Linked DNA regions of Mus musculus: region 2 is linked to region 1. A link is a contact called in public Hi-C data. All regions are on one chromosome and are shown on one strand. Each heading gives the region's core, a stretch centred on a gene start, on an enhancer-like site or on the middle of the called end of the contact. The rest is flanking DNA. Distances are from core to core; before and after follow the strand shown. Region 1 overlaps Ust (uronyl-2-sulfotransferase). Region 2 overlaps Ust (uronyl-2-sulfotransferase).

Evidence for each region. A called contact is a pair of places that touch in the nucleus more often than the background predicts.
Region 2: a contact with region 1 is called in a Hi-C map of cerebellar granule neurons, with 2.0 times the contacts expected there. The contact joins two enhancer-like sites. A contact is called at or near these places in 6 of 484 Hi-C or Micro-C datasets (bone marrow-derived dendritic cells, cerebellar granule neurons, granulosa cells and 3 more) and 3 of 115 datasets of contacts at active chromatin or transcription factors (CD8 T cells, effector CD8 T cells and memory CD8 T cells).

Annotation. Positions count from the first base shown.
Region 1 is chr10:8,425,478-8,431,445 of GRCm38.p6, forward strand. All of the region lies in intron 1 of Ust (uronyl-2-sulfotransferase), which reads right to left. Among named protein-coding and RNA genes, the nearest start is that of Ust, 90 kb to the right of the region's middle. Within about 2 kb of position 3,729, at least 18 of the 459 cell types and tissues checked have an H3K27ac peak or open chromatin away from gene starts, as enhancers often do. A contact at or near this core is called in cerebellar granule neurons, where this site is marked.
Region 2 is chr10:8,497,031-8,502,998 of GRCm38.p6, forward strand. The region is part of intron 1 of Ust (uronyl-2-sulfotransferase); the gene reads right to left. Among named protein-coding and RNA genes, the nearest start is that of Ust, 19 kb to the right of the region's middle. Within about 2 kb of position 2,396, at least 36 of the 459 cell types and tissues checked have an H3K27ac peak or open chromatin away from gene starts, as enhancers often do. A contact at or near this core is called in cerebellar granule neurons, where this site is marked.

The sequences.
Region 1 (5,968 bases), core at 2,479-4,978:
GTGTCTTTTGCCTTACAGAAATGGTGCTGGCACAACTGGCAGTTATCATGTAGAAGAATGCAAATTGATCCATTCTTATCTCCTTGTACAAAGCTCAAGTCTAAGTGGATCAAGGAACTCCACATAAAACCAGAGACACTGAAACTTATAGAAGAGAAAGTGGGGGAAAGCCTCGAAGATATGGGCACAGGGGAAAAATTCCTGAACAGAACAGCAATGGCTTATGCTGTAAGATCTAGAATTGACAAATGGGACCTCATAAAATTGCAAAGTTTCTGTAAGGAAAAAGATACTGTGGCTCCCTTCTTAAGAGGTGCCTAAATCTACCTCTTCACTTTTAAAAGGTTCCTCTTGTGCTTTTACATTAGATTCCCTGCCCACTGTAGCACACTTGGAGGTCTATAGCACTTCTCAGCCTTCCGAAAGCTGTGACCCTTCAGTACAGTTCCTCACGTTGTGGTGACCCCAACCATAAAATTATTTTCCTCACTACTTCATAACTATAATTTTGCTACCGATATAAACCATAATATAAGTATCTGTGTTTTCCTCAGTCTTAGGTGACCCCTGAGAAAGGGTTGTTTGGTCTCCAAAGGGGTTTCAACCAACAGGTTGAGAATCACTGTTCTAGAGTTTCACTGTTAGAAACCTGACAACCATTCTCAAAACAATACTTTTATATATGTCAGATTGACTATGCCAGACATTGAGCTAATCTTAGAAGGCTCACTGTTAAGTGGGAAAAGCCACGTGAAAAGGAACGATGAAAATTAAAATAAGCAACGGTCCCAAATGCTGGCAGAAATATGAATTACAAGACTCACACATTAGTGGGAGTGGGAAAATGGACAGTGTCTTAGTCAGGGTTTCTATTCCTGCACAAACATCATGACCAAGAAGCAAGTTGGGGAGGAAAGGGTTTATTCGGCTTACACTTCCATACTGCTGTTTATCACCAAGGAAGTCAGGACTGGAACTCAAGCAGGTCAGGAAGCAGGAGCTGATGCAGAGGCCATGGAGGGATGTTCTTTACTGGCTTGCCTCCCCTGGCTTGCTCAGCCTGCTTTCTTATAGAACCAAGACTACCAGCCCAGAGATGGTCCCACCCTCAAGGGGCCTTTCCCCCTTGATCACTAATTGAGAAAATGCCTTACAGCTGGATCTCATGGAGGCATTTCCTCAACTGAAACTCCATTCTCTGTGATAACTCCAGCTGTGTCAAGTTGACACAAAACTAGCCAGTACAGACAGATAGTTTGGAAAACTGGAGTTCCTTAGGAAGTGGTACATGCTTCCACTCCATGATCCCATTGGTGAACAGATAGGGATGTATTTACACAAAGAAAATGAAGACATGTGTTCTCAAAAGAAGAAAAAATCAAAACGCAAAGAAACAAAACCAAAAACCCTCTCAGGCACACAAACACTCACATCGCTCTTGTTCATGATGGCCCCGGAAGAGAAGCAACCGAAGTGTTATCGGCAGGAGAGTGAGCAGACACATGTTCATGAAAGGGGATGCTGGTCGAGAAATGAAAATCAACGAGCCTGAAGTGTGGCAGATATCACCCCTTTAGAAACAGTATGAAGGGTAAATGAAGGGAGAGGCATGCATGCATACTCTAGACTTCTATGATGTTCAGGAGCCCTGAGAGCTAATTCTGGGTGGCTGGGCCAATAGGAAAAGGAATAGGAAGAAACTTCTTGGCCAATAGATGCTGATGGCTGGATGGAGGGTGACGTGAATGTGTGTATTTATCAGATCTCATCAAACGGTACATGGATGGTATGTGCACTCACTCAGTGTAAGTTTCGCCTCAACTTGAGTATTAAAACAACAACAGCAAAGCAAAGTGAAACAAAACAAAACAAAAACATCTCCAGAAGACAGATCTTAGTGATGGAGTACTTGACCAGCATGAACAAGGTTCTAGGTAAAATCCTGAGCAATGGGGGCCAGGGAGGGGGAGGAAAAATAAAAATAAAATTCAGTACAATAAAACGAGTCGACAGCCTCAGGAATCCATTAGAGGCAGGGTCCTAGTATGTTTTTAAACCCTATCTACTGTGACTGGAGCAAGTGGCTTCTTCCTGCTGAGTTTCACCCCCCCCCCCCTTATAACACAGGACAAAGGGGCCTTTCCCAGGGCCGCTGTGAGAGCTAAAGGATTCTATCTTTATTTACTTGAACAGCTAACAACTATTTTGCAAGCATGTGCGGTACTGAAAACGGACTCCAAGGCCATGTTCATTCTAGGCGAGTGTTCTATCTCAGAACTGCATTCCAAGCTGTTAAAAACAAAACTGAAAAGAGACAAGCTCCGCAGGATATCAAGCCCGGTGCTTGACACGGTACACACAGAATGAGTGGTTGGTTGTCCTTCTCGCTAAAAATAAAAAGGCATGAGTGTGTGCACAGCGTTTAGTCTCACACAAATGGGAAAGCACGTGAATGAACAGATGGGTTGGAGAAAGTCTAAGCAAGCCTCCAGAATAGGATTCTCACCAGGTGGAGAGAAGGGTAAAGACCACTGACCTTTGCACCTGCTTTCTCATCTGTTCATGGAGCTCAAGGAACCTAAGGCAGAAATTCACCGATGTGCATTATGCAGAGAACACTGTGCTGTGTTCTCTAAATGGAAGAAGCCATGGATATATGGGTCATGTTAGATGCACAGTTCAATTCATCTAACTGGAAAAGCTAGCCAAAGTTACAGAAGTGCCAGGACTGGCTTGGCCCACTGGCACTGGATGGTGGCTGGTAGGGCAGACTAATGAGGTGGCGTGGTTTTAGGTGGACAGAGATGGGGATGGAGTCGACATCTGGTGTTCATGTGGCCTTCTGAAAATTATCTCACCTACAGCCTCAGTTTTCTTAGTTGCAAAACTCCCAAAGAAGTAGTCGTCAAGGTTAGCCCTGATAACCCACCTGAACGCATCTACCAAGAGACAAAACAGTAAGTAAGTGGGAAAACCCTGAGCTCACAGAAATGGCCACGGGAAAAGCCAAAGACCTGAACCACAGGCTTGGGTAAGAGTCTGAAACTAGAACTGTTAGCATGTAAACAGTCCATTGTTGTAAAGTCACAAAGCCACCACATCGTAAAATCCAGTTCAGTGGGGGAACTGCCTGACAGGCAAACAAGAAGACCTGAGTTCAGATACCCAGCAGGCATGATGCACTGTCTCCTGAGAACTGGGGGGAAAGAGACAAGCACAGGAGAACCCCTGCATCTGCTTGCCAGCCAGGAAGTCACTGAGCCCCAGGTTGGTGAGAAACACTGTCTCAAATAGATGGATGAATAAATAAATAAATAAATAAATAAATAAATGCAAGCTCCAGGTTGGTGTCTGTCTCAAACAAACAAACAAACAAACAAACGCCATGGAGATTACAAGAGAGGAAGACAATGTCGACCTCTGACCTCCATGGGCATGAACACACGTGCACGAACAAACATGCACACATGCATAAGCATGGCTGCACGTGGCTGTGTGCACTTGCATACATACACACACACACACACACACACACACACACACACACATATATACACACCCACACATACACACAGAGAGAAGGAGGACAGAGACAGAGAAACAGAGAAAGACAGAGAGACAGACAGAGAGAGAAAGAGAGAGAGAGACCAAGACAGAGAGACAAAGAGACAAAGAGACAGAGAGAGCCAGTCTCCTAGCAGAAAATAAGCAACGCTGAATAGCCCAGCTGCTTCTACAATGTCCCATGAAGGCTGGTGGGATCAGCTCAGTGGCCATCTGCTCTCTGCTTCCCCAGTGAACAGAACATTTAAAAAACTATTTTATCTAAAGAAGACGTTTGGTAGCTGCTGCTTTCCTGACAATTTAATCTGGGAACAATGTCTATTCTCATAAATCTTCAGGTGCCTGCACCACAGTCAAATTTAGGGTTTCACATGTTCGCTTCTGGCAATAATTACATAGGTGTGCTCTTTATTTTATTTACTATCTCTTTCCCGTGTTTTATTTAGCTTCCAGAACCACACAAAGTATGTCATCGCTGCAACAGAGCGGTTTTGTAAGCCCGCCAAGCGCTACTCCCCAGGAGTGCCACAGACCAACCCTGTTATAAAAAACCTCTTGAAATACACAGCTGAGGGCCATACTGGATCTGCTGTCTCCAAAACAAGGAGTTTAGATTGGGTGCAAACAGACCCACACTGAGGAAATGACATGCTTTAAACATATCCCACACTCCAGCAACAAGAAGTAGCAAGTGGTTTAATATGCCTTACATAACCTCCACAGGTGAAATGATGACCAGTCAGGGGGAAAAAATGACCCCAGCCTTCCCTGCTTGTCCGGTCCTCTACTCCCTCACATTGCTGTACCTATCCTCCTAAACAAAGTCAGGAGTAGCCCTGCATCCCCTTCAAGCCCTTCTTATTTGAAGCACAAGATTCCCAGACCACGATCTTTGTTAAGTTCTCTTTAGCAGCTAGATGCTACAATCATGGCTATCTAAAGATGGTTATAGCAGAAACCTGTGTGTGGCTATGTGACTGTTTCTCTAAACACAGAGAAACAGCAAAAGAATTAAGGTTTACCTTCTCTCCACCAACCCCACACCCGGAAAACAATTAAACAAATCTGCACCATTACACTGGCATTTTCTATACCCTAATGACAGGCTTCCAACCATCCTCAGAAAGACAGACGTTGGCGTGGCTGGCTATTCACTCTCTGCCATTACAAGGGTAGAAGGTTCTTAACCTTGGAGACTATTGTTTGCTTTAGAGGAACCAAATCAATAACTCACAAAACTGCCCAGAATCATGCAGAAACATGGCAGAGCTCAGATGAGTTCTCCCAGGGAATGCTAGCAGCAATCCTCAAGTCTATTCAAACATACACAAAGCAAAACACAGCTGTCATTGGGCATGCTGGGAAGAACAGGGAAAAGGCAAAAACAGTAACCATCAAATAAGCCTTGCATGTACCAAGCATCAAATAACAGCTAAACCAAAGCAGGATTGGAAGCAAACAAGTGTGTCATGTTAGTGGACTCCCCACCCCCCCACCCCCGCTACCCCCAGTTTCAAGGCACAGAACTTCCCAGAGGTGGGAACTAGGAGAGGGAGGGCAGGATCATTTCAGTAATTACTTCCCTCCACAAATATTAACTGGGGCCTATGAAAGGGATCTTACATAAGCAAATGCAGGTGTGGGGCCTGTCTGATGGTCTGAATTGCTGTGGACGCGAGAAATCGTTTGACTTCATTTTTAATGTACTTATACCATATGACAGTCTTTATGTTTAGTAAACATTTTCTGCATGAGTTATGGGACGTGCATTTTATTCTGCTTTCAATTTTACCAGTCTTTATTTATCAAAATAAATAAGTAAATAAAACCAATGACCACAACAAAATATCAAGAAGAGCCACTACCATTTCAAGGTTATTTTTATGCAAAAACTATTCTAAGTCGCTGAAGAAATAGAAATGTTTCATAAGGCAGGGGGTGGCCAAGCACAAAAGCAAGCTTTCATTAGTAAACATGGCTGGCCCCTGTAAGGGAAGGACGCACGCTGAGCTGTGGACAAAAGGGGGCCCTGAAGAAGACAAGAGAGGGTGAAGGCTGAGGAACTGGGTTTCAGAGGATGAGACACCACAGGAAGCAGCACCGCCCCAGAACCTCCAGTGCAGGAGGACCACACACAAAATTCCTAAAAGCAGCATTTCCTTCCTTTTCCTTCTCTCTTCTCTTCCTTTTTATTACTATTTTTAAAATAGGATCTCACTATGTAGCCCTGGCTGGTCAGTGAACTTGCTATGTAGAACAGGCTGGCCTCGAACTCATGGAGATCCACCTGTGCTGGGATAAAAGTGAAACCATGTCCAGACAGTCTTTCTTGTATCTCCTTCCCATCTCCTCCTTTGCTGTTTTTTTGATCAGTTGATTGGTTGGTTGGTTGGTTGGTTGGTTG
Region 2 (5,968 bases), core at 1,146-3,645, 70 kb after region 1:
CACTAGCCACCCAATCTAAGCAAATCAGTTTGATCTTCAGGTACAGTGAGATTCCCTGTCTGGGGGGTGGGGGGGGGGGACCGGGGGAGGAAGAAAGCTGAGGTTGACCTCTGGCCTCCACAATCATGTACATATGAACAAGTGCACACACATAGACCTACGAGAAGTGTATAGAAATCCTTAATATCAGAAACCTAGATCCCTACTGAGTTAGTCTGAAATCTTCGCTCCTAAGTTTTCCCTGCTTGCCGCAAATGCCACAGTATAGCTTTCTGGTTGCTTGGATACTTGGAGGATGGTCTTCCCATCCACACCCCAGAACTTGCTTGAAACACAGAATCTCAGGTGCTACCCCAAATCTGCTGCAGGAAGACCTACACTTTAACAAACGCTCAGCTGACTTGAATGCAGATTAAACTTTAGGAAATACTAGTATCAGATGCTTCAGGTTAAAGTGTGATGGGTTCCATTGGCGGAACTTTAGACAGAGTTAAAGCATTCCTACATAGTACTTTGAAGGGACTGATTCACACCCCTAGCTCTCTGGCCCTCTATCTACTTAATTTCCAGCTCTGTTAGGATGCCATGTGCACAGCACCTAGACATGTCCAGCTCCACCCGAAGGAAGGAAGATCAGAATGTCCAAAGCTCTCAGCTTATCTAAGAACCCTTGAGAACCCCTGGTCTCCCCGCAAAACCATGGTATTAACCAAAGAGCACAATGTAACTGCAGCCAGACACAACAGGCCCTTGCTTCTAACCCTCACTCCATCCCATACCTTAAACCCTTGGCTGTCCCTCTTAGTGTAGAACAGACCCTTCTCTTCCGCCCACAAACCAGTGACAGTGTCATTAGTTACTCTTGCTCTAGCAGCCAGCACACAACTGATGTTTGCTGAACATGCGTTGAGGAATTGAGCCTACCTGGATGGAAGAGCCGACAGATGAAAGAGAAAGGCTGCCGAGTCAAATGCACGAGGGTCAGCATGTGAAAGCAGGAGCAGAACACACGTTCAATCCTGTAAGTCTCATGGATGTGAGATGGCAATGAAGCCTACACCTTCAGAGCAAGATTCACTCTGAAATAACCAACAACAAAATCACCTACCATTCCAAAAAGGAGGCAGAATGGAGCCAACCCGGAGGGAGGTGGGAGATTTGGGCATAGTAGCACATTATGCGAAACAACAGGTGACACATGAAGACAGGAGCCTGCATAGCAACTGAAGTATGTTCTTGTATGTCACCCTACCAACCCAGGAAGCTCTGCTAACCATGTGCATAAACACTTACCCTAGACCAGAAGAGCAGTCAGAAACACAGCACCAGCTATGTACAGGTCAAGATATACCTTTCCCCAGCTAGAGGTATCGGGCAAGCAGGACGTAAAGAAGCCTGTGTAAAGCTGGAGACATAGCTCAGGTAGTATATGCATGCCATGAAAGCATGAGGATTTGTCTCCCTCCTACATACACGTTTTTATAAAGTCAGGCACAGTGGCCCTCGGACGGACGCCATCCCAGCAATGGGGAGGCTGAGAGGTGGCTGAGGCTTTGGCACCAGACAGCCCGGTCCAATCAGAGGTCCTAATGAGAGACCTCAAAAATAAATAAGTAACATGGATTGCTCCTGAGAAACAATGCCTGTGGGCTGACCTATGGCAACCATACACATGTGCACAGATATGCACCCACACACTGGAGCCAACACACCAATATGCTTACATGCGCAGATATGTAAATTTCACACCTACATAAACCATTTAGCAAATGCAATAGAATAAGTCCCCATGATGCCTCAGAAGCATGAAAACATGAACTATGATCACTCTGTGGCCAATCTAAGCCAGCCTTTGCCTGGGGAAGCAAAAGGTGGGGGTCACAAGGTACTAACAGTATTCCCTTCCCCTCTCTGCTCTCTGAGGAATCTCTTCCTCTGTCAACATGACTCAAAGAACATACCCACACATGGTTCACTCTGAAGGCCTTCCAGCTCTGCTCAGCAGGTTTTTTGAATCAGAAACAGCATGAACAAGATGGCCTCCATCCTGCCATCTGCTTATGTGAGACACGGACACTCTTGTACTGATGTAGCTTGCTGGCATCTTCTCTCCGTCTTTCCCGTGTCTTATGTTGGAGAGCTGCCTCTGAGGGTTGTTGAAAGAGCCCACCACACACTTCCAGAAAACACCCACTTTACCCCCACACTGCTTAGATTGGCTGTACACGCAGAGATTATGTCAACATTTGCCTTCAGGGAGACCTTCTGCAGACTGGCCTCACCACAAACGAGGTCAGTCTGGCAAGGCAACAAGGCCAGGTGGCCAAGCCTCAGCTGCTCAGGCCACTCCCCTCCTACTCACCTCTGCCTCAGCTTCCCCATTAGTCACCACTTTCTGGTTTTTTTTTTTTTTCTCTCTCTCTCCTGTGGTAAAAGTAACTTCCCCTTGGAGTGTCTGAGTCTGTATGTGATGTCACCCACATTCCTTGGCATGTCATGGGAGGAATTCTGACACTGCAGCAGAATGAGATTGCAAGTGATTCCCCAATCTCGTGTCAGTGGAACTCCAACCAGATGAATCAGGCCCACTGCTCAGTGGGACACAAGAGAAAAACCGTCCGGGCAGGAAGCTGTGCTGGAAGCCCTGAGCCAGCTCCTTCTGCCTCAGTGCGTCTTCTTTATATCATCAGCAGCTCGAGGGTGCAGACAATGCAGTATACTGGTAGGTCTGTCAGGATGGTCAGATGAGACTCTGGTCGTGAAGACAGCATCTGAGCGGCACATCACCCAGCAAGAAGCTGTTGCCAAGAACCTGGCCATGTGTGCACTGGAAACCTCGAGGCTGCTTACTCTTCAAGGCACGGAAATAACACATTCTCAAAAAAGATAGATTCGAAGGTGGCTGAGGGCCGCAGCTCCCTCACATCCAAGAGAACTGGATTGTTGACAGAAAGGGCATATAAATGGAGAAAAGAGACGAGGATGGAGAAAGTAATTAAAACCAGCTTATCTTTGTTGTGGCCTCATTAGCCTGTTAGGAACAGCCTACTCGGATGCTTTGCTCGTTTGGCTCACAAGTTATCTCTTTCTTGATGCTTTGTTAATTTTTAACTATCTGCATATTAGTCTCATTTAAGGAAACACCTGTACTAAGTCTGATTTTTTTTTTTTTTGCTTTGTTTACAGGATGGGATTAATCAGCAGTTTTGGTGTTAATGTCTTTAATTTCTCTTCTCCCCTTTGGTGACTGTTCAATAGTTATTTCGAAAGAAAAACAGCTGCTATACAGGTCATTTTTCTAGACAAGATTGCATGTAGATGGGAAGGGGCATGGTAGCCAGTCTTGCATTTTCAACTATTTAGAAGATTTTAGAGTATAAGAGAATGTTCTATAGTTCTTCTTGAAGGAACAGAAATAAACAGCAGCCCAAATGTGGTGGGACAAGACAGTGCAGAGGTTCCACCATCTTGTATTCTTGCTGAGTCAGGTTTAATTAGATTCTGATCTCTGATAGAGAATCCCATGGGAAACGACCTAAACTTTATTCTAGGCTGGGATCTCCCAGCAGTCTGTTAAAACTGCTTGTTTGTGTGGACCATTACCAGGTAGCTAACCCTTTATCTTACCTGCCAGTCTGTGCAAAAATCCTTCCTGGCTAACTACTTAGCTTCTGTTAAAACTTCTTTCTTTGAACTGCTTACTCTGTGAAGCTCACCTTGCAGTTGCTGAGAAAGATGCCTGGAAGAGATCTCTGCTCCTGAAAACCCCTATGCTCTGGATACTTGGGGCCACTCCTACACAGAAACACTTGGGTGTGAGCCAAGCTGGCTGCAATAAAGACTTCCAATTAGCTATACACTGTGACTGCGTGGTCATCTCTGGTGAGCTTCTCTTAACTCAAGAGAAAAGATTAGGACATTTAAAAGACCTCTGTGGATGTTCCATGGTGGAGTACAACAGCCAGAGAGCTGGGAAAGGTGTGACAACCCTCTGAACAATAGCTTCCTGTCCCTAATGTGATGGCTAACATTATGTTTTAAATCTGTGCTTGAGAGATCTATAAAAACAAACCCCCTCTAATGGTAAGCCCCACTTGCCCAAGGACAGATAACTTCCTAGAATGCTGGTGGCTATTGTTTAAGAACAAGCTTGGTTGCCCCAACTGCACAGGATGTGTGCAGGAGGTTTACAGGCAGGAAGTACGTTAGCATGTGTGCTTGGCTCTGACTGGACAAAGGCAGGAAGTACAAAGTCTTGTGGGTTGTGCCTTTACAAGCTCACCACCATCACCAACAACAACGTAATAATTCAGCACCATATTCTGAGCTTGAGTCTCGGGTATGAATCTGGCCAGTGTCCATGGTCCTGGCTGGAATTTTAAAAGGCTTGCTTCAAATTTGGCTTAAAAATTGTAGTGGTGGTCTTACTCTTGCCTCGTGAGGTTATTATTTTCTGGAGGCCACAGAGAGATCAGACCACCCACCCAAATTCTAAAGCTGGACTCTCACAGCTTAATGGCCATCTCAGGAGGTGGGAACCTTGAGAAGTTCCAAGGCTCTGAGGTGTGCTTTTGGTTTCAAGAACTATCAGAGTGAACTGCCATGTGAGAAAAACAGCAAGCATCTTCAAAGAGCCTCTCCTGATAAGTCGTCATAATTTTCTGTGACATCTGGATCTGTTGAGATGTCAATCTGGGATGAGGTGGGTCTGACGAGATCCAATATACTCTTCCATCCAGGGCATAGAGGGACATGGCACCAGCAACATGGGGTTCTTGGTTTGGTTTTGTCTCTTGCCTTTGGTTTCATGTCGACTGTCTCTGTCTCTTGTGCTTTCTGTGTTCATTGTTGATTGGTTTTGGTTTTGTTGTCTCCACCGGCTGTTACTAGTCCCTCTTTTTCCTGTCTCAGAACTCTGGATGCCCATGATTTGATTTGCTCTGCTTCCCCTCTGCCTTCTCTATACATTCTGCTTCCTACAGATTCTCCAGCAACAATCTAGTTTTTCATGGTCCAAGCAGGCTGTAATACACTGGCAGAATAGAGGAAACAGACTGATAATTTTAATAAAAACAAACATTTTTGCTAGGCCCGGTGGTTGGTGCACACCTTTAATCCCAGCACTCCACAGGCAGAGACAGGCAGATCTCTGAATTCGAGGCCAGCCTGGTCTACAGAGTGAGTTCCAGGACAGCCAGGGCTACACAGAGAAACCCTGTCTGAGGAGCTGAGTTAAGCATTTGAGAAAAGGCTTGTTAAACACAAGGACCTGTTCTCATCAAAGGATGTCAATGACAGATGCCTGGTCACAGGGAAGGTTGGAGTGGATGTTGTCTAACAACCTGGTGATCCTTTTGCTGCTCTATGGAGCCGGTCATCCTGACTCCCCCAAGTCCTGGTCATTAGACCATAACCCTGAGCTCTGTGTCTCAGTGAATAGAACCCATGCTTTTGAAAGAGATCCGATGTACTTTGCATCATCCAGCAATAGAATCCATCCTATGCTTATTACAATAGAATCCATCCTATGCTTATTACAATAGAATCCATCCTATGCTTACTACAATAGAATCCATCCTATGCTTACTACAATAGAATCCATCCTATGCTTACTACAATAGAATCCATCCTATGCTTACTACAAATCCTTCCTCCTCAGGCCCTTGGGCTGAGCTCTGTTTACCTACCAGTCAACAGAGCGGAAAGGTCACAGGTGCTCTACAACTTAGCTAAGGAGTTTCTGTGTAGCTGTGTAGTTTCTGTGTAGCTCTGCCCAAAGCTCTGTTGTGATGACTGTTCTTCTTCCAAGCTTTCTCTGTGTTTATGTATGTAAGGAAAATAAACGCTGAGGTCAGACTCTGGATGTTTTGACCCAGTGCTTGAAAAGGTGGTGCTGATTCTCAAGTTTCCTTCTTCACCTCTTGTGGCTCCTTTCCCTGTAGGCCCATGAGGCTTAAGCCAGGGGGCA